2 separate regions of the Mus musculus genome follow, and region 1 is linked to region 2. The links are chromatin contacts, called in public Hi-C maps. All regions are on one chromosome and are shown on one strand. Each heading gives the region's core, a stretch centred on a gene start, on an enhancer-like site or on the middle of the called end of the contact. The rest is flanking DNA. Distances are from core to core; before and after follow the strand shown. Region 1 overlaps Cda (cytidine deaminase). Region 2 overlaps Eif4g3 (eukaryotic translation initiation factor 4 gamma, 3).

What was found. Hi-C and Micro-C count contacts between places; a contact is called where the count stands out from the background.
Region 1: a Hi-C map of liver shows a contact between it and region 2, with 2.7 times the contacts expected there. The contact joins two enhancer-like sites. A contact is called at or near these places in 1 of 484 Hi-C or Micro-C datasets (liver) and 3 of 9 other capture datasets (adipose tissue, liver and pancreatic islet).

The regions. Positions count from the first base shown.
Region 1 is chr4:138,345,691-138,352,352 of GRCm38.p6, reverse strand. Cda (cytidine deaminase) reads left to right here. Exons shown (of 4, transcript NM_028176.1): 2 at 1,058-1,169. Among named protein-coding and RNA genes, the nearest start is that of Cda, 19 kb to the left of the region's middle. Within about 2 kb of position 3,457, at least 8 of the 459 cell types and tissues checked have an H3K27ac peak or open chromatin away from gene starts, as enhancers often do. A contact at or near this core is called in liver, where this site is marked.
Region 2 is chr4:138,180,924-138,187,831 of GRCm38.p6, reverse strand. It overlaps Eif4g3 (eukaryotic translation initiation factor 4 gamma, 3), which reads right to left. Exons shown (of 35, transcript NM_172703.3): 26 at 4,487-4,704; 27 at 3,065-3,180. Among named protein-coding and RNA genes, the nearest start is that of Mir6399, 21 kb to the right of the region's middle. Within about 2 kb of position 3,556, at least 19 of the 459 cell types and tissues checked have an H3K27ac peak or open chromatin away from gene starts, as enhancers often do. A contact at or near this core is called in liver, where this site is marked.

The DNA of each region.
Region 1 (6,662 bases), core at 2,208-4,707, 160 kb before region 2:
CCATCTGTAACTCTAGTTCCAGGGGATCCAGCAGTCCCTTCTGGCCTCTGTCAGCACCAGGGACACAGACAGTTGTTCATACGTACATGTAGGCAAAACTTCCATACATATAAAATACAAATAAATGAAACATAAAAGACAGAAAGCATGCAGACCACACTGAGGCCCCCTCCTGCAGCTTCCATCTCCTGGATCCGACTTGAGGCTGCTTCTATCTTTTTTCTCCCTCTGCAGCACTGGGCAAGCAATCTGCGTCTTCATACCAGGCGAGCACTCTGCCACAACCACTTTATCAAGCCTCAGCAGCATCTCCCTTCACCTTCACCTTCACCTTGACCTTGACCTTAGGGATGATGCAGCTGCTCCTCTCTGCTTCCAGGTTTGGGAACCAGGATGAGGCATTAGAGAAACAAAGACCCGAACATTCTTGGAAAATCCACGCCACAGCAGGCCCCAGTGTTCTCCAGTACTTCTAAACACATTGTCCTGTTCCTAATAGTGGGCCCCTCCCTGGCCTGGGTGGTGGGAGTGCTCTCATTAGGGGTCCTATCACTGTTGCAAAGCATAACTAAAAGTGACATGGGGAGGAAAGGACCCACGTAAGCCACAGTTTCACATCGGAGTCCATCATCGAAGGAAGTCAGAGCAGGAACCCAAGACAGGATCCTGGAGGCAGGAACCTGAGAAGCCATGGAGGGATGCTGCTCTCAGGCTTGCTCCTCATGGCTTGCTCAGCCTGCTTTCTTAAAGTACTCAGGACCCATGACCCAGAGGTGGCACCACCCACAAGGAGCTTAGGCTTTCCCACATCAGTCATTGATCAAGAAAATGCCCCACAGACAAGAAAATCATCCCTTTTCCCAAATGACTCTAGTGTGTGTGTGTGTGTGTGTACACATGTACACACACGCACACATTCTCTCAACTGAGGTTTCCTCTTCCCAGATGACTCTATCATGAGTCAAGACATACAAATGAGGCACAAGGAACCTCTTCCAACATCCTCCTCAGGAAATAGTTCTGTTGTCCATACCACTGGTCTCTTCTCTCCCCTCAGGGTGCAACATAGAAAACGCCTGCTACCCACTAGGTGTGTGTGCCGAGCGGACTGCCATCCAGAAGGCCATCTCCGAAGGGTACAAGGATTTCAGGGCTATTGCCATCTCTAGGTGAGTGGGGTGGGCCAGTTATAGCAGAGTTCATAATTTCTCCAGCTGATGTCTCACACACACCTCATTCATTCATTCATTCATTCATTCATTCACCAGATGTATGCCTATTGTACATGTTCTTCCTGGCAGACACAGGGCCAGAGATAAGGAGGTAAATAAGAAATATGAGTCCGAGGCTGGGGGTCAGGGCTCAGTTGGAGGAATATTTGCCCAGTACGCAAAGATGCTGGGTTTGATCCCCAGCCTTGCATAAAGGTAGACATAGCTTTGTACTCCTATAATCCCAGCACTCAGAAGGCAGAGGCAGGAGGATCAGAAATTCAAGGTCTACCCTGGCTAAATAGTGAGTTCAAGTTCAGCCTTGGCTAAATAGTGAGACCTTGTCTCAAAAAGAGCAAGGGCAAGGGGAGCTGGAGCAGTGTGGCTCAGTGGGCAGGGCACTTGACACTTGCTCTTGAGGACTTGAGCTCTGCCCCTGCACAAACTAGGTAAGAGACAATCATGGTGGTCTGTCCCGACAATTCCAGCAGTGCGACAGTGTTGGGAGGCAGATGCCCAGAGTGTGCTGTCCAGTCAGTCTAGTCCAAAGAGCATACTCTAGGTTCAGGGAGAGAACACATTTCAAAACCATAAGGTGGGGGCTGGAGAGATGGCTCAGTGGTTAAGAGCACGGGTGGCTTTTCCTGAGAGCCTGAGGTTTGAGTCCTAGCACTGACATGGTAGCTTATAACTCCAGTCCTACAGGATCCAACACTCTCTTTTGGTCTCTGCAGGCTTCAGACAGGCACATGGTACAGAGACATACATGTAGGCAAAATACCCATACACATAAAATAAAATGATTGAAAACATATCTAAGGCAGAGAGTGACTGAGGAAGATGCCTAAAATTGACCTCTGGCCTTCACACATGTGTGCACACATACCTGCATGCATATGCACACATGAACACATGCACACATGAACGAATGCACATGAGCGTATGCACACACACACAAAAGCCCATACATTTTCCCCACCACACACATAAGGAAAAATAACAATAATTAAAATAATAAATGGGTTTGATTAGTGGTAGTGAAACTGAAGACAGCCCAGAATTCCCCCTGGGAGCCCAAGGAGTCTCTGTAAACTTTTAGAGCCTCCATGTAGATAAAACCAAATTCTTGGCTTTGCTGGGGGAAAAGCATTTTAAGAAAAACCACCATGAAGCAGAATTGGAATGTATTAACAGACATTCAGAATCCTTCTTAGATTTATTTTATGTGTATAGGTGCTTTGCATGCTTGCTATATATGTCTGTACACCAGAGGTATGTGTGGTGCCTGAGGTCAGAAGAGGACATTGGATCTCCTGGGACTGGAGTTACAAGCAGCTGTGATCCGGCATGTGGGTGCTGGGAATCAAACCCAGGTCCTCTAGCTAGAGCAACAAGTGACCCATGTCTCCCAGTCCTTTAAAAGGTGTTTTAAATGTAGCCTTCAAGTACAAAGGTTAACAGAAAGAGAGCAGCCCAGGAGAAGGGTGAGCTACACCCAAAAGCCTAGGCTTGAGCTTCTCAAAGGAAATAGACACTTTGTTATCCCAGTGGTGACTGGAGGAGGGATTTGGAAGCTTTGAGATCTCAGGTTCAGCTGGTTTCTTTCTCCCTCCCTCCCTCCCTCCCTCCCTTTCTCCCTTTCTCCCTTTCTCCCTTCCTCCCTTCCTTCTTTTCTGTTGTTTTGTTTTGTTTTTGTTTGAGACAAGGTCTTACTCTGTGTCCCTAGCAGTCTACACAGCTATGAAACTCACTATGTAGACCAGGCTGGCCTCAAACTCACAGCCATCCACCTGCCTCTACCTCCCTTAGGATTAAAGATCTGAAACCACCTGGGCTAATAATTGGTATTCTTCGTTCTCAGCTGCTGAAAGGCTTCCCCAGTCTCCCGAGTGAGTGGCTCCCATCCCTCTCCTTTTCCCTGTCTTTCTGGTCTGCCTCAGACTCCACCCTCAGGGTTGGCCCACAGAGCAGGTAAACTCAGGAGGACTGGCACAGCAGGGACGTTTCTGTCTCAGTAACACCAATTTCGACACAAATCCCTGGAGGTACAAAAGAAAGATGTCACACAGAAACTCAACAGCCAGAGGACCTGAGAGTCATTGGGCACGGACTCCCTTGCCACCACCCCACTTTTACAGACAAACAAAACCAACCAACCAAACAAACAAACCCTTGAGGCCTGAGAAGTTAAGGAACTTTCCTGGAAGTTGGCTGTAGATAAAACTGGAACGAAACTCTGATCCCAGAATCATAGTCCAGGGTACAGTCCTCTGTGCCACTCGGTGCCAGGAGGCAGACTCTGTTGCCTGCTCTTTTTAAGTGGGCGCAGAACGAGCTGTTGAGCTTTGCTAACTCCAGATAAAGGTGCCAAAACCAGGGTTCAAAAGCAAGCTGGCTCAGTGACTCGGTGACAGTCATGTAAGAACTGACTATGGCTCAAGTTAACCCAACTCCAGTTAGGGTCTGACTAAACTAGATTTCTAGTCAGTGCTCTCTAGTACCTCAGATGTAATGGCTCAGGCTCCCGTGGGCTTCCTCCCACTGGAGTGTGGTGGGGTCTTGTTGGCACTGGACCCAGACTGTATAGCTCCTAGGCCAAAGCCCGTGTGAATGGACTCTTTACTAGTTTAGATCCCCAGAAATTTTGTGCTTTTGTGGTAAGTTGCATTTGCGTACCCCCTTTTTTTATTGGCTGGGCGAGAAGTAATCTTGGCAAGTTACTGGTTAAAGAAATTGACACAGGACACAGTGAACCCAGCCAGCAGAGCCGGCTAACCAAGCATTGGTCTTAAGCAGCGTGGGACACAAACCCTAGAAGATCATTTCTTCCTGTGAATGGAGTTGCAGCCTGGTAGAGCAGCAAAGGTTTACAATAGTCTGTGCACCAGAAAGGGATCTTGTGGCTTTTCCAAGACCCTGCGTTTTGCCTCCATCTGGCCCCGAGGGGGTCCTGAGGGTCATGTTGCAGTGACTGGAGCCAGGTGTGCCCTTGGGAAGCAAGGCTTCGGTTCCAGGCTTTCTCTGGAGCCCAGGGCTGTCCTGGTTCCCGTAGGTTTTCAGAGGATAAATGAGGCTGAGCTGGGAACATTTTGAGCAGGATGTGAACTGCACGTACGAAGAAATGGGGAGAAATAACTCAATTGCAGAGCTGCTCCAAGAAAGCCATGGTGTTCTGGGGAAGGAGAGGTCGGTGCCATAGCCTGCCGGCTCCGTTAGCATTTGCCCAATGGAAGGCTCTTTTCTTTTGCCCATCGCCTGCCTTTAAACATGACCCATTGGGTCTTGCTGCAATCATCAGACTTCCTTACACAAACACCTGCAGTTTCTAGCACCCAACTGGCCTACTCTGGATCTTTAGCCCATCACCGAATCCCCCAGCCAGCAATGCAGTCATTATCACACTAATGAATTATTAAAGAAAGCTTGGATTTAGAGGAGGAAGGCCAGCCAGCTCTTTTTGGCACAGACCAGGGCCGAGCAGCCCAGTTCCCTCTCTGGGATCACAAAGGATGGGGTGCTGTGGATGTTGGCAGAGCCAGGTGAGATCCTGAGGTCCTACTGGACTCTGTTCTCAGAGTCAGTAGGTTTCTAGCTCACCAAGCTATGACCTCAGTATGCAGCCAAGGTTTGCACAAACCACACAAAACCCTTGATCTCCAGGGATAAAAGGTATCCTGGGGAGGAGAATCAGGAAAGCATGGGAGAGATGTCTAGATGCAGCCAACTTGTCTGATGGTTATTGATCATTCTTGCCAGATATGTTAACTGACAGATAAAAGCCCTAGCTCCCAGGTCACTGGGGACTGCCCTACTGTCCACCTAAGATGCTTAGAAACCTCTAAGCCTAGCTATTTTATTTTATTTTATTTTATTTTATTTTATTTTATTTTATTTTATTTTTTGACTAGGTCTCACATAAGCCAGGCTGGCCTAGAACTTACTTTGCAAGCAAGGCTGTGACCATGAAACTCTGATCTTCCTGCCTTCACCACTTGAATGCTGGGACGGCAAGTCTGTGCCATCATACCCTCTTTGGGCTCTGTGGTCAAGTACTCTATCCATCCAGCTACAATCCCAGCCCTCAGCCTGGCTTTCTAAGCTGGAAAATTCACGAGAGGGAGTGGGCCGGCCACGTGAATTGACTTCTGAGAACTCCCTAGCACACAGTGTGTCACCAAGGAGAACCACAGTTGTGACATTATTGTTCTTACTTGGCAAGCCATAAGAAAAGCAAAGGCAGAGTTTGTGGGTTCTGAGTTCAAATCCCGACCGGGCCCCCGATTGGCTCTGTGACCCTGAGTAAGTTGCTTCTTCCACGATCTTTAACACGCAGTAAAAGCTTGCACACAGGTTCATGTCTTCTAGGATGTTAGGAGATTAAATGAGCTGATTGGCTGGCTCCTCTGCAGAGCCTCGGCTGAACATTTGGGACTGCAGCGCAGAATGAAGTGAGCTATTTAGCACAGTTTAGAACTTTGGGTGGTTGAAACTAAGGCTGAATCCAGCTTCCTTGTAGGACGCAGGATTGGTCCTCCGGTGACTTCTGACTTGAGCCACCATATCCAAGAAGGGAAATGACAGGGGCAGATCACATAGGGTCTCACCGGCTGTGGAAGGGAGGCAGAGTTCCCTGGGTAACACTTCTTGGAGGTCTCTGTTGCTCCTTTTCCATACCTGCCTGGCTGAGAGCAGGCCCTGGATCAATACAAGTAGAAAGAAATGAAACATAAGACAGGCTAAGCTTTGTAACACCAGTCACCCAGAGACTGCACAGTTTACTTGACTCATAGAGTGAGTGCCCTGCAGAGTGGCCCCCATTCCCTCAGGTTCCCATGGGGTTTCTTCTGAAGCAGGAAGCCTTCTCAGGGAAAATCCCACTTTTTCCTGGAGCAAAACCAGTTTTTGATTTGCCAGGCACAATAGAGCATGCCTTTAATCCCAGCACTCAGGAGCCAAAGGCAGGTGGATCTCTGTGTGCTTAAGGCCAGCCTGATCTACATAGTGAGTTCCAGGACAGCCAAGGCTACACAGAGAAACCCTGTCTTGAAGGGGGGTGGAGTAAAACAGAAACATTCTTTTGTTTGTTTGTTTGTTTCTTTTGAGACAGGGTTTCTCTGTTTAGCCCTGGCTGTCTTGGAAATCACTCTGTAGACCAGGCTGGCCTCGAACTCAGAAATCTGCCTGCCTCTGCCTTCCAAGTGCTGGGATTAAAGGTGTGTGCCACTACTGCCCAGCCAGAAACATTCTTTGATTGGACCTTCGGATACAAGTCAATTATCATGGAATCCAAAAAACAGCCCCTGGCCTCTCTGTCCCATCATTAACTGCCTCCACTTGGTCCGTTGCTGGCTAGTTAGTTTGGCTCTTTAGTCTATAAAGACGTGACCATGGTGAATTTGTGTGTCTTGTTCATTATAGCACCCCTAGCACCCGTGGCAGTTCCTAGTGCCA
Region 2 (6,908 bases), core at 2,307-4,806:
CACACTAAAAATGCTGAGGCAGGAGGATGACTGTTTAGTTCAAATCTATCCTGGGATGCACACTGAGTTCAAGGCTCTAGCAGGGTGACAAAACAAGGTCCCACATCATGACACCTGTGTTCGTCAAGTCGGAAAGCTGAGGCAGAAGGATTGCCTTAATCCAGACTGAAATTGAGACCAGGTAATGCAGTGAAACGCTGAACTTCCTTCCCAAGGGGGATGGCCTCTCAGAGCTTTGACTCTTGTTGTTGTTTTCTAGATTTATTTTTGTATTTAACATGTACGTATGTGCATGTGCCTGAATGTCTGCATACACTCCACATGTGTGTAGGAGCTAGTATTAGGCCTGGATCCTCTAAGAGCAGTAAGCACCCTGTCTGCTGAACCAGCTCCTGGGTTAACTAACTAACTTCCTTCCTTCCTTCCTTCCTTCCTTCCTTCCTTCCTTCCTTCCTTCCTTCCTTCCTTCCTTCCTCTTTCTCTCCCCCCCCTCTCTCTCTTTCAATATTTATTTACTTATTATATAAGTACACTGTAGCTGTCTTCAGACACACCAGAAGAGGGCATCAGATTCTATTATAGATGGTTGTGAGCCACTATTTGATTGCTGGGATTTGAACTCAGGCCCTCTGGAAGAGCAGTCAGTGCTTTTAACCACAGAGCCATCTCTCCAGCAGCCCAAAGTATGTTTCCAAATAAGAGTTTGGTGGTTCATACCTCTAATCCTAGCACTTAAGAGGTTGAGATAGGCAGATTGCCACAAGTTGGAGGCTAGTCTCTTCTACAGTATGAGACTCTGTTGTAAAAACCAAAGCCAAAAAATTATTGTATTTAACATTCATATATGCATATAATGTATATGGAGGATGTAACAGTATGTGTCAACCTGCATCACTTTAAAACTCTGAAAATGAGATACTGTAAAATAGAACAACACCAAGATTAAAAGACCTTAACGTGAGCCAGGACTGGTAGAGGATGCCTTTAGTCCCAGCACTGGGGAGGGGGAAGGAGAGGCAAGGGCAGGGGTAGAGGCAGAGGCAGAGGCAGAGGCAGGCAGATCTGAGTTTGAGATCAGCATGGTCTAAAGAGTGAGTTCAAGAACAAACAGTGCTACAGAGAAACACTGTAAAAAAAACCCTAAACAAACCAAACTACAAACAAACAACAAACAAGAACTTGCCTTGGGATGTCAGTACTGCACAATTTCACACCAAAGAGGTCTGCTATTACAGGAAGTTACATGGATTGTGGAGTGATCCACCTGGTCTCTGGACTGGAGGACAAAGCCTATTGGTCTAGCTTGCTTGCCTGGCCATGCAGTTCGCAGATACCACGGTGCTAGCAGCCTTCCCTTTCCTTCACCCTCTGAAGCAAGCTCTTCTTGAGAGGACAGAGGTGAGAAAGGTGGCCACTGACCACAGCAGAGGAGAGTGCCCGCAGGCGGCTCTATCTGCGTTTCTGTTATTTAATACTTTGAGTGCTCAGGTCAAATTATCTAGTACAACCTATCTACCTTTGTAAGGTCACTAGTTGTTACTTTTGTGTCTTCCCACATACTCAGAAAGCTTACACTGGCGAGGAGGTGTCCTCACGTGTCCACTACTGACCCTGAAGTACACTGCAGCTTTGTGCTTGGGGAGTTCAATTTGAGCTGACATCACATGGCACGAAGCCTCTTTTTGGCCATCTAACTCTGCAGACACTGCTGTGTCACCTGCGGTCACTCTGCAGGCTCTCCTGCCTTTCATGTTTCTCCACGAGCCAAGGTGCTGCCAGCTAGTCAGTGCTGACTGTCTAGGAAGGAGGCTGAGCAGGCGCAGGGCAGCAGCCCTCTGCTGTTCATTCAAGGCTCACTCCGTTCCAGGGTCAGGTCTGCAGACTCATCCCTTCACCTTTAACATCACCAAAAGCTTTCTCTGGCTGGTCTGGGGGCTGATGACTACAACTCCAGGAAAGGGAGGCTGAGGCAGGAGGCAGCTCTAAGTCATGTAAGTGCTCCAACTTAACTGGGCTATAGAGCAAGACACTGTCTCAAAACACAACACAACATCCTCTACATATCCAGGAACCGGGAGGCAGAGGCAGGCAAATTAAAAGGACAAGATCAACCTTGGCTAGTGAGTTTAGGGCTAGCCTGGCCTGCACAAGGCCTCAAAAGAAACTGAAAACAAACAAAACCCTCTAGAATACCATTCTTCCCACTTCCAGATGCTGGCTACTACAGGTGTGAAGGAAGGTTTCAGGGTTTGGATAGACATAATCAAAGTGATTTTGTGTACAAAAAGCAGATAATGGTTAGGTTATTCAAAAAAATGAATAATAAGATTTTCAATAATACCAAAGCAAAAGTGTAAGTTATCTAGCAGCTGTTTAACAGAAGAGACACCTTCTGACCTGAGCGGTAAACAAGATTGGGTCACACGATCTTCCGTCACCCCTTCTAGCTCAGGACATCTGTGGAGTCACCTGCACTGCTCTGTCTGTCACTGGACTGTGGCTTTTTTCAGGCAAGAGGTTTGTCCTACCAACCATCACTTAAAGAGTCCAGGTGGAGGAGATGTCAGAAAGGCAAGCTCACAGGGTGGGGGTGGGGGGTGTCTTGAAATGTCTCAGGCCTTCTGACCTGAACACACACTGTCCTTTTGTGCCTCAGTTTCCCACTTACAAAACAAAGGAAAAATGATGGCAGTCATAACCCACGGAAAGGAAAATGATGCTATGATGTCTAAGGGCCCAGACAGGTGGGACGGGGCCAGCAGTAGCCGCAGTGGTACTCTGCTGTCTGCTCCTTAAGGCCACCGTCAGTTTAGCCTCCTCTCGGTTACACTGACTGGAATCCATTCTCTTTTCCCACTATTAAATTTGTGAATGACAGAGATCATCAGTTTAAAATAGAGAACTTGGCAGAAATGCAAGAGCTGAGCCAACTGAACCCTGAAGGGCTGGATTACGAAATCCATGTCTTATCTGCTCATAATGACACCTAGGTCACGCCAAGCTGCCATGCTCTCTGACATGGGCTGCCTAAGAGTTGCTTGCTGCCTTCACTGTCAGCATTTACCTTAAAGTCATTGATGTGTAAGAATTCGTCAATGATAGACTTGGACTTCCTCTCCACTTCCTCTTCTGACAGTGCAGGCTTGTCAGGGGCTGGCACTGCACACATTTCCGATTTTGCTATGAATGAGATCAAAGAGCAAGAAGATAAAACACTAAGTATCAGTCCAACTGGACCTTGGCTGGTGATGTTTACGTGCTCGCACGCTGGCTTTTCAGGGCAGGTGTCTTACGGATATTGGTTTGACAGAGTCAGACAAATGAAAGGAAAATCAAAGGCCCTTTTCTTTAGGACAGAGAGGTACACAGTAATACCACAGTCTGCGCTCTAGCCATGACCAGAGTTAGGGATAGTTTGAACCTTTAGAGCCACAGCTTGGCAGTTTCTTTATTTTGATTTCCCTGCAACTGCTTAAAGAATGAGCCCACAAAGGCCTCTAGAACACACAGTGGGTGAGTGCCTGCTTGACAGAGTACTGACTACACTGGCCCAGTGTGGGACCTGTGTAAACACTGCCTGGCCACTCCTGCCTCCCCTCTGCCTGGCCGCTCCTGCTGCCCCTCTGGCTGGCCACTCCCGCCTCCCCTCTGGCTGGCTGCTCCTGCTGCCCCGCTCTCCTATGCTTCCCACCGCTCCACCCCAGAAGTCTGTCTCATCTCTACTCATCATCATGAACTCTAAGATGATTCAAAACCATTTTATCTATCAGCTCCTGTTTCAAGTGTTTCTGCAAGTTAACTCAATTTCTTCTAAGAAAGAACTGGACAGGGTGTGTGTGAATCGATAAAAATCCAGAGCTCAGACTGAAGACACAGAGAACTGTTACTGTGCCACCAGAGTCTGAGCACATGCACCCTAAATACAAACAAACCCCACACAAGTGACGAGGGAGATGAGGCTGGAGAAGGCGGCTGACACCTTCTCTGTTAAGCAGGGATAACGTGAGCCCTACCAGAGCCTACAGGGCTTTGAACACACTGACATCCGATGACCACGGGACCAGGGGCTGGAAGGACTGTGAGAAAGTCAGAATACTGATCATAAAGGAAAAGGACCTTGTCGTCACAGCATGGCAGACAGGGAGGACTGGAAGCTCTGTGATGGCACAGCTTTGGAGAGACACTGGTGACACCCAATGACAACACTGTGCGGATGCTCCCAGGGGTGGGTGCAGAATGTACTCATCAAGTCTTGGTAGCTTTATTACTGCTTATTTTTTTGTTTAAGTGTATGAGTACTGTACCTGTCCTACATGAGTGCTGTGTGATCAGAGGTCAGAAGAGGGTGTGGGAACTGAGTATGGGTCGTCCAGACGCAGAGTCAGGGTTCTTATCTGCTGAATGACCTCGCCAGTCCTGTCTCTGTATTTTGCTTCTGAATTTAAAGCCAATAGGAGGTCTGTCTTGCATCCCAGGGCCCTCTCACCTAGCTCCCTCGTTTTGCTTCGGTCGGCCTCAGTGCTGGCCCGCTCAGCATCCAGGCCTCCTGTCAGCTGTTTCACGGTCTCCAACATCTCTCTGCGCTGCTCTTCCTGGGACTGGTTGTCCAGCAGGTCTTTGCTGCTGCCCCTCAGGAACGTGTTGGGACGGGCTGTTCCAGCTGGAATTGGCTTGTCGCTCTTCTCCCTGCCCATGCTCCCACGACTAAAAAGATAAAACAACAGGCCTCAGAAGATAATGTCTTGCTTCATACAACACAAAGCGTTACCAAGATTTTCTACATATAACTATTTTAAATCTTTCTCTTTGTAAGGCCGCCCGTGATTGGAAAGCACCAGACTAGTTGACCCATTTTCCAGCCTCCTACACAACTTCAGATATAAGGCACTAACTATATTTTAAAGTGTACTAACTCGCAGAATAGGCAAAAATCTGAGCTTCCAAAGGAATATTTACTAAGATATTTTAATTTTACCTTTAGGAGGAAAAAGGATACTACCTTAAGACTTTATTTTTTGTGTGTAGTCTTTGATTTTGTAACTTTAAAACATCCATAGATCTTATATATACAGGAAGGAAGTTTTGTTTTTCTTTTTTTAAAAAATATTTATTTATTATATGTAAGTACACTGTAGTGTGTCTTCAGACACTCCAGAAGAGAGCATAAGATTTCGTGGCAGTTTTGTTTTTCATGGATAAAAATCATTCTTTAAAAACTCAAATGTGAGTCGGGTGTGGTGGCACACGCCTTTAATCCCAGCAACTGGGAGGCAGAGGCAGGCAGATTTCTGAGTTCGAGGCCAGCCTGGTCTTCAGAATGAGTTCCAGGACAGCCAAGGCTACACACAGAGAAACCCTGTCTCGAAAAACCAACCAACCAACCAACCAAACAAACAAACCCAAAAAAACAAAACAAAACAAAAACCCTCAAGTGTGAAGGGCTGGAGAGATGGCTCAGCGGCTAAAAGCACTGACTGGTCAACTAGAGGACTCGGGTTCAGTTCTCAGCACCCACATGACAGCTGAAATGTCTATGACTCCAGTATCCAAGATCTGACACTCTCACAGAGACACACATGCAGATAAAACATCAACGCATATAAAATAAATTGTAAAACACTGAAGCGTGAGAAGCTTCGGACAGACAGGTGACAGCTGCTGCTAGGCAGAGCCCCTTTCTCTAGCGTGTGAGCCATGCTTGGCCGTCACACTCCAGTGCATGCCCATACCAGAGAGCATACGGGCAGCTCTAACCTCCGGATTTATGTGTATGTATATGTATACATACATATATACACATATGTGCATAAATAAAAGTTATAAGGTATAAAGTTGGGAGGAAGATAGAGGGCAAGGGCCCAGAAGATTTATAGGGAAGTGAATATGATCTAAATACACTGTATTCATTTATGAAAGCACCAAAGTATACACTACAATACTTATCAAAGAGACATCAAAGTGGGGGGGGGAGTGAGATGGCTCAGTAGGTAAAGTTGCTTGCTGCCAACCTAGTGACTTGAGTTAATTTCCAGGGCCGGGTCTTTCTAGCTCTAATTTCTACTCACTGGCCGCCACACATGCTTCCCCACACAACCCACGCACATGTGCAATGACTGCAGAGTAAAGTGTAAGTGTAAATGACACGGGGCCCTTTCTCTTGGAAGTACTCGGGCTGTTACACACAAGTCAACATCTCTGGAGAGTGACAAGAACACAGGCCTGCATGGCTGTCCTTGAACTCAGAGGCCCCTGTGCTTCTCCTTCTAAAGTGTGGAATTCAAGGTGTGAGCCACCATGCCTGGCTGCCAGAAAATTTTGTTTTCAATTGCAGGGCTCTGAGTGTGGGGGTTAAACTGGGACCTTAAACTGGTTAAGCACAAGCTGTGAACTCTACTAAAATACTTTAGCTGTCAGTGGTGAGTCCTTACTCGTGTGTAGACCTCTGAAGAAAAGAGACAGTGATGCAGTGGGAGCCGACTGAATGGCAGGAAGCAAACGTTAGACAGGGCTAACCTCATTATTGAGAAACTACATCATTTGGTTTCAAGCATTTGTTTTCTTTTCCAGAAACTTCAAATACATGGGAATTATGTGAGAGAGGCAGAAGAAAATTTCACCAGCTAAAGCCATACACTTTAATCTTAGAACTTTAAACTGGAAGCACTTGACAGCACTGGGTGTCTGTCTCCCTGCTGACTTATTTCAGACAATTCTTGAGCAAGGTAACTCAGGAGGGGAGACTCAGGATGGACTGAAGTTAACCCAAAGAACATACACAAGAACATGAAAATCAGAACCAGCAGAGTCCACAGGAGCGACAGATGGGCCGCAGTCCTGGTGGTCAGCAGCCTGCTGCAGAAGCCTCACGCATGAGCAACAGTCTGACGTTTGGGAATGGAAACATTATG